2 separate regions of the Rattus norvegicus genome follow, and region 2 is linked to region 1. The links are chromatin contacts, called in public Hi-C maps. All regions are on one chromosome and are shown on one strand. The core of a region is the stretch at or near the end of the contact, and the rest is flanking DNA. Distances in the headings are between cores, read along the strand shown.

The links. A called contact is a pair of places that touch in the nucleus more often than the background predicts.
Region 2: a Hi-C map of the A7r5 cell line shows a contact between it and region 1, with 4 times the contacts expected there. The contact joins the enhancer-like site here to the promoter of Acta2 in region 1. A contact is called at or near these places in 9 of 12 Hi-C or Micro-C datasets (the A7r5 cell line, Schwann cells, frontal cortex and 4 more).

The regions. Positions count from the first base shown.
Region 1 is chr1:241,170,707-241,174,511 of GRCr8, forward strand. It overlaps Acta2 (actin alpha 2, smooth muscle), which reads right to left and starts at 1,797. Exons shown (of 9, transcript NM_031004.2): 1 at 1,764-1,797.
Region 2 is chr1:241,203,428-241,207,726 of GRCr8, forward strand. No RefSeq gene overlaps it. Among named protein-coding and RNA genes, the nearest start is that of Fas, 6.6 kb to the right of the region's middle. Within about 2 kb of position 3,009, at least 16 of the 93 cell types and tissues checked have an H3K27ac peak or open chromatin away from gene starts, as enhancers often do. A contact at or near this core is called in the A7r5 cell line and liver, where this site is marked.

The sequences.
Region 1 (3,805 bases), core at 547-3,046:
CTTTTGGGCTTAAAATAGCATTTTAAGTAATTGACATTTAAGCTTGTGTTTTCGACAGCTTCAGGGGACATCAAGGGCATTGTACAAGCATTGCTTGTCGATCTCATCATGTGACTATTGTCTTTACCCAGAGATTCTGTTTGTGATTTTGGTTTCCTTTCAAACCCTGCCTCCAAAATCAGAGTGAAATCTTCAATGCCTGGGTTCCCCTCACAAGAACGGAATAATGGGATCTTGGTTGGTTTGCTCTTTCCTCTCTCTACTCTGCCTCTTCTTTCAGACACTGAATTATATTTAGCTTCCTTTCCAGTGGACGATAAAGACTCAGAAGACAGTCTCAAAGCACAGAGAGGCACAGCAGCCAGGTGACTGGCAGAGGCAGCCAGCAGCAAAGGACCAGCAGAGAGTCTACAGGAAGCCTGCTGTCCACACATAGCATCCGGGCTGCAAATGAGATAAACCACTCGGAATTAGGATGCCCTTTGAAAACGGGGAAGGATAACCCACATAAACTGTTGGGCAGGATGACTTAAGGTTGTGCCTTAGTATATTCAGAGAAATAAGCTTCCTAGTTTTTTTTTTAAATGCAAGTAAAAATCACTAATTCAGTAAAGACGTATTTCTACTTCATCCAAAATATCCAGAAAATATGTCTTAATAAGCTTTGAAAGGAGCGTCGTCACTAGAGAAGACGTCGGTGTGTTTCCAGAGGAAACTGCCGCTGTGGTTTGCAACTCTTATCTAACCTGAAGGAGCAGCTCAGTTTGAAGCAGGGAGCATTTCCTAATTAGGTAAAACACACTGGGCTCCAGCGTCCGCTTTTGGAACTGCACCCGAGGCCGGGGAGTTTGGTGCAGCACAGTGGAGCTCATCTTGTGCCAAAAATGAATTGTAAGAGGGGAGGGGAGGGAGGAGGAAAGGACAGTAACCTTCCCAGTTTGTGAGTCTCAAAACGCAAACCATATTTAGTCATGAATCACAAAATGGGAGGAAAATCTTATCGAGAAAACTCCGTTCCCTGCAGAAGCTACCAAGTCCTGAGTGGGGTGGCTCCACAGAGACTCTGCCTAAGGGGCCAGAGGGACACTTGAGGCAGAGAAACGCAAATCAGATCTCCCCGAATGAGACACTTCCTCATTTCCATTTCTTTGCAGAGAGTAGAGGAGCTATGCTTTGCTGCAAATGACCAATGACATAGGTTTGAATCGTAAGGGCACAAGATATACATGTCTACTGTTAGAGCCCCGGAAACCCAGAGGCAACGCAGTCCACTCAGCCAAAACCAGAGCGCAGGCAACCGCGCCAGTTCACTCCTGACATCCACTTCCAGTTAACCCGGCTGTACTCGGTCAGATGGAAAGTCCTCACACTAAGTCTGAACCATAGACAAATCCAAAAGTGTCCAACACCTAAGTAGAAACAAATGTATAATTTACCATAGATGGCTGGACTTCTCCCCTACAGTAGGCTGCGGGATCCGAGCAGTTGGTTTAGTGTAAACAGATTTCACAGATGCCACGCATGAACAAACTTTAATTTCCTCTCCATCTCCTTTGCCAGTAAACCACGATTCATTTTTAGTCCCGTTTAGATACGAAATCATGCAAGCTAAGGAGCTACAATCATTTTAACAGCATAAATCTTTATTCAAAAATTCAAAACATGTGAGTCATTCAGATTACTACAGACAACGTCTGGTTCCACTGGATGATTAAAAAGCCTGGGAAAACTCTAAGTCACATCCCTGGGCTGGGGCCACTTACCCTGATGGCGACTGGCTGGGCTTCTCCACTCTGGGTGGGTGGTGTCTGGGGAGGCTGAATGCTGAAGGGTTATATAGCCCCCTGGTCTGATCCCCTCCCACTCGCTTCCCAAACAAGGAGCAAAGACAGGCTGAAGCTGGCCGTTCACTCTAACACAACCATATAGGGACCTCAGCACAAAACTCTCTAATCTGGGTGGCCAGAGGCCTGGGTCTCTTCCACTGCATTCCTCTGCTCTGCTCTCGAAACAGGAGGCAGTTCAGCTGCTTATGGGGATAAACATCCTGAGCCCTCAGAACAACTGCTCAAATGCCCAGACACTGGGCTAGTGCCATGGAGCAGACGCAGGCATGGTTTGCACATTCCTCAGAAGATGCCAGCTCTTCCTGTCAGGCTAGCCTTTGGGTCCATTAGCTAAGGGCTTGAGATGAGGAAGGGCCTGTCTCTGACTAGCTGGGACTTTAAGGCAACACTGTTGCAAAAGGTAGCCTATAACAAAAGATGCTTGGGTCACCTGCGAATCTGCAGAGGAGTGATCATTTTATGGAAGCCACATTGTATGTAGTCTGGAGTCTGTGTGTAGTATCAATGAAGTCTGTATGTATTACATATGGAAGTATGTAATCAGGATTCACCAGCCTATGTTACCCTAAGAGGAACTTAGAAGTCAGAATCACTGTAACTGCGTTAACCCTTAGGTACAGTCCACGTGCATGTTGTTGGTTTATCGCTGACCCTTGATATCATGCTTAAGGACCGTCTTTTGGCCACAGAGATGACCCATTGCCCCGTCATAAAAAAAATTGTAAAAGAAGTTTGAAATGTTGAAATGAAGCCTGCTCATCCTCCTCCGTGTCTATGAGCCCACTGGACAGAAAGAGCGATCAAGTGACCCTGCCATTCTTCAAAGACATCATCAGCTCTTTGGCTTCAATGGACAGTCAACGACTTTACCTTTCTCTACTTCCCTCCTGCAAGCCAAGGTTCTGATTCAATTCATGATGGAGATATTTTAGACGGATTCCATAAGTGGCTCTGAACTGTTGGCATGTCAGGGAAAGCCCAGGGTGAATGCCAGCAGCTGTCTACTCACGCTACCATGTCTCATGCTCTTGATTAATGGTGTCCACCTGCACCCAGGCACGCATAGCTGTCTTTGAGAATTACACCGTTGACTCTTAGAAGAGTCTAATGGTTGCTAAATAATAATGGGGTTTCTTTGTGTTGCTTAAGAGTTTTCTACTCTGTATCTGGTTTCACCAACTAAGAAATACATTGTCTGATCACTCAAATACAGAGACTGCATTTTGTGAGGCAGAATGGGACATTTATGATTAATGCAACCGGTTTTATCATAGGCATCATATAAAGTAAAGTTCCATGTTTTTCTTTGTTTTTTTTGTTTTTTTGTTTTGTTTTTGTTTTATTTTTTACTTTAGAACCTGGCATGGATATCTGTGCTGATGTTTTGTTTCATGAGTGTTGGAGTGTTGTCTTGGTCATTTCAAGATGCTAATTCCTTTAAAAACCAAGAAAAGAGCTTTGATAATCTTATAACTTTTTTGTTTATACTGGTTGTATTTGTCAATAATCAGAATATTATGACAAGAAGAAGAAAGTAAGTTTCAGTTGTTTTATTTATTTTAAGAATTTCAAAAAGCAATCTGAAGTAACCAAGGAGGATTTGCTCAATTTTTGAGCAAGTAATTAATGGTCACAATGTGTGAGTTTGAGGGTTTTTAAAAATATTTATTTATTTATTTACTTATATTTATTTATTTATTATGAGCACAGTGTAACTGTCTTCAGATACACCAGAAGAGGGTATCAAATATCATTACAGATGGCTGTAAGCCACCATGTGGTTGCTAGGATTTGAACTCTGGAAGAGCAGTCAGTGCTCTTAAACACTGAGCCATCTCTCCAGCCAGAGTTTGAGATTTTATATCCAGCTCCAGTCTCTTCTGGGAGAGAAAGGCCCACTGGATGAGTGCGTACAAGTTTACAGAGCTCCACTGAGCGCTTAGATAACTGCCAGGGTT
Region 2 (4,299 bases), core at 1,759-4,258, 34 kb after region 1:
TGTTGACAGGGAGAGTCTGTGCAAGCAGAGGGTACCTATCCCACTCCCCTGGAACTGCATGGGCCATCAGAGATAAATTCCCTCCCTCATCCTCACCCACTTACACCTCACTGCCCCAGCAGTTTCTCTCACATCACCTCTCTTCCAGGGCCCTAGGCCGGCTTTGGCAACCTTAGTTTGTCATCTGGGGATAGCCCACAGGATAATACTGACAGTACGGAGTACGCCTTATACCAATCCTTCCAGAGGGATGGTGTCTTACTGGTAGTGATTTGGAAAACAGTTCTAGTGGTATGCTGGCAAATATTTTAGTTTGTATTTATTTTTGTGGATATTTTCTATTTCTGGCAAGGAATGTTGATTTTTCCATCCTGGACTATCACGTGATGTCTTATTTTAAGAATAAAAAAAATGATTCAAGAAGCAAGTAAGTTGATTTTTAAAACTACGCTTTACCAAAACATGTCTTTAATCTATGCTGTCGCCAATTGTGCGGTGCACACACAGGTGTGGGCGGAACACTTGTGCATATTGAATCAGTAAATCTGAAAAGAAAGAAGACATAAGTGATGGTGAGCTGTACGTTTTGCCATCCGTTGGCCAGTCATCCTTTCCAGCTAGGTGTCCTGACGATTACAGAAAGATGATGCTCTCTTCAGTTAGGCATATGCTTTGGTTACTTACCCTGGAGTATGCTGAGTAATTTATAGTCACCAGCCAATCTTTCACACAGGGGCACAGGGCGATCATGTCTTAGGTACAGCCTACTGCAGACAACCCCATCAACACCAGGCCAACGCCCCTGAAGTCATGTTCCTCATCCCTCTGCATGCCAGTACATGCATGGAGTCGTGGAATGTCTCCGAGTTTAATGTATCCTCATAGACAGAAACGGCAGGGGCAGGATGCTCGCTTGGGTGTTAAGTCTGGGTCTGCAGATTTCCCCTACCTTTCTGCTGCAGCCCCCTTCCTTCCGCCTCCCTCCCTGACTAGCTGCATCTCAGTTTCTGAATGTTTTTGACCTTGTCATTTCCATGTTTTTGGAGCACAGGGATATTGGTAGGCGAATTTTCGTGGGAGAATTTGGAAGATTGAAGGGCTTCTTCCACATGTCACAGGCCAGGCATTCAGCCCTCATCCGTCAGACTCTGGGCACATTCCTTTGGGTAGTACTGTCTCTTGGGGCACATGAACATGCTTGTACACAAGGAAGCTCAGGAAAGGACACCAGAATCCAGCTAATTTATCTTCAACACGTTGACTTGTAAAGCCACACTGGAACTAGCGATGGAGCTGGCTCTCAGGTATACTAAACGCTTTGCACACACAGTCTCTTCATCCCATGAGAAATATAATTTTCCAGAGGTGAAAATGCCTTGTGGTCCTCACTTAAGATTAACTAGCAAAGTTAAAATTCTTCCTTTTCCCTGTCTATAAACCTAAATACTTTCTTTCACAAGCTGAGATTTTATTGAGGAGTAGAGTCCCCAGACATTCCAATTCCTCACACACATACCGTCACTCTGAAGACTTACACTGTGTTCATGTACCTAAATGAAGAGTATTGTTCCTCCTCGAACTTGCTCCAGTGATGTTCCTGCTTCAAGGTTGGCAAATTTCGTAAGACCTCACATAATAACCAAATGCTCACAAACCACCGACTCACAATTTTAAGCCACACACAGAACATACCCCAAATCTCAATGTTTCACAGCACATTATCACAACTGTTAGGAAAATCGACCTTATGACCAGAGCTGTTACAGTTCTGACAGAGCAAGGAACAAGGAGTGGTTTCCTTAGGAAATGATTCTACTAGAAACACCAGACCAGATATAACCGAAAATAGTCCAGACACGAATGCATGACTGAGACTCCAAGTTGCCATTTAGTTTGTTTTGTCCCATAGGATATGAAACTAGACCCTTCTATGGAATGTTATGGTGACCCCCGAGACAGTCACAGCCTCTCCTGATTCAGTATCCTGCTTCCGGTTGTACCCCAAAATAAACAACCAGCAAATGATTTAACCTCTTAAAAAAATATTTACACTTTTAAAATGGGACGAGGTGCTATTCCCTCACCTTTTAAAATGTTTCTTGAGCTACCAAAAAGCTCGCATTTACAAAAGAGTTGATAAAAATATTCCTCTGGATTGTACAAGAAGGGAGGCGGGGACCACTGACAGATGTGATGGATGCTTAGTCGGACTTGGCTTCTTTCTCTTCCTCAGAGGCTGGACTCTGGTTTTCAGTCTTTCCCTTTTCTGCAGGCAAATCCGTAGTTTGCTGGTCACTTTGCCTTTCGCTCCCCTTTTCACTCTCGTTTGCACTTCTCTCTCTCTCTCTCTCTCTCTCTCTCTCTCTCTCTCTCTCTCTCTCTTTCCCTCTCTCCCTCTCTCCTTCTCTCCCCCTCTCCCCCTCTCCCCCTCTCCCTCTCTCCCTCTCTCTCTTTCTTTTTGTCAGATAATTTATCCTTTCCGGTGGCCTTTTTAGGCTTCGCATCCACATTGGCAGGGGCAGGCTTGGCCCACAGCCTCGCGGTGCGGCGCCTGTGCTCCGCCTTTGCCACTCCATCCGCGCTAACCTTCCTCAGGATGGAAGACGCGTGGGAAGCCGGATCTGTCACGGAGCTGCACTGCCTAGCCACCACCACAGGAACTCCTATGACCCCCTAAATACATTTTATTGGTCAATAGAAAGTCTGATGAGTCCTTTGGTAAGTGTAAGCTCTAATGCCCTCTAGTGACAGAAGATTTGTTTCGTAGAGAGTGTCTGTCTTAGAGGGACTATCTAGGCAATCTTCCTTATTTAAGTTTGAAAACAAAATAGCAAATATTAAGCAACTACTTTTGGTAACAAAGGATTTCTTACACTAACCATAGCTTTAATGGTCCCCAAAGAAACTGAGTGTTGTAAGAATCTAGCTTTTACGAAAGCTGAGAACTGACTGGGTTAGGCAGTGTGGGGGTGCCAAGTTTCAAACCTAAAGATAGTCATCCCAGGAGTCAGGCAGAGCCCCAGGCTCCACCTCTCCATGCGGCTTCCTCTCAGTGTGAGCACCATGCTTTTCTCTCTGTCAAACCAAGGGACTTTTTCCACAACCAACTGTACCAATAGCACATCTCATGTATATGTATCCATCCCATTTCAAATCCAATGAGAAAGACTTTGTGTCTCAGTTGCTTCCAGAAAATGATGCCAAGGTTAATTCCAACAGAATGGGATATGTTGTTTTCCTGGGCCAAGTAGAGTCCCTGGTTCTAGGCTTGGTGTCAGCTTTGCTATGATGGTTAATATTCTCTGTCACGTTGGCTAGACTGTGGTGCCTGTACATTTAGTCAAACACTCTTTTTGTTTCTGAGACACTCTACTTTGTATGAAATTCAAACTAAATCCATAGGCTTTTTGTAAAATCATGGCCCTTAACAATGTGACTAGGTGTCCTCCAGGAAGCTCAAGGCTTTATGAAAAAGACTCACCATGATTGGGGAAGGGAGGAGTCCCACCAGCAGACAGTCTTTGGATTTGAACTATAGGTTCTAGGTACATCACACTGGACAATCATGTGACCTAATTCCAGAAGATCTATCATCTCTGTATCACCTCTCATCCATCCATCCATCCATCCATCCATCCATCCATCCATCCACTCATCCATCCATCTATCCATCCATCCACCCATCCATCCATCCATCTTCTCTTCTATTGATTCTGTTTCTCATCCCCTGGAAAGCACTGACTAAAAGAACCACTCATATAAGATAGTCAAGGACAGAGGGGATGAGTGGTTTTCCCAGAACCATCCTGGAAGTCCCAGTACTAGGAAGGAGGAGAAAAGATATAGGGTTAAATAAAAGTCATGATGTCCACTACAGCTGGAGATTATTAAATTAACTTATTGCTATTTAGATAAGGCAGTTTGGCTGACAGCAGTGTTTTAAAATATTAACTCCACTGAAGAAAGAACAGAAATATTGTTGGTAGTGAAAAGTTAAAATGTTTTTACTTCCCAAGCTACAATCCACAGACTACATGAAATTCAAGAGGAAGGGCAAAATGTAGATGCTTCAGTCCTTCTTAGAAGGGGGAACAAAAATATTCATAGGAGGAGATATGGAGACAAAGTTTGGAGCAGAGACTGAAGGAAAGGCCATCCAGAGACTGCCCCACCTGGGGATCCAGCCCATATACATACAGCCACCAAACCCAGACAATATTGCTGATGCCAAGAAGTGCATGCTGACAGGAGCCTGATATAGCTGTCTCCTGAGAGGGTCTGCCAGAGCATGACAAATAC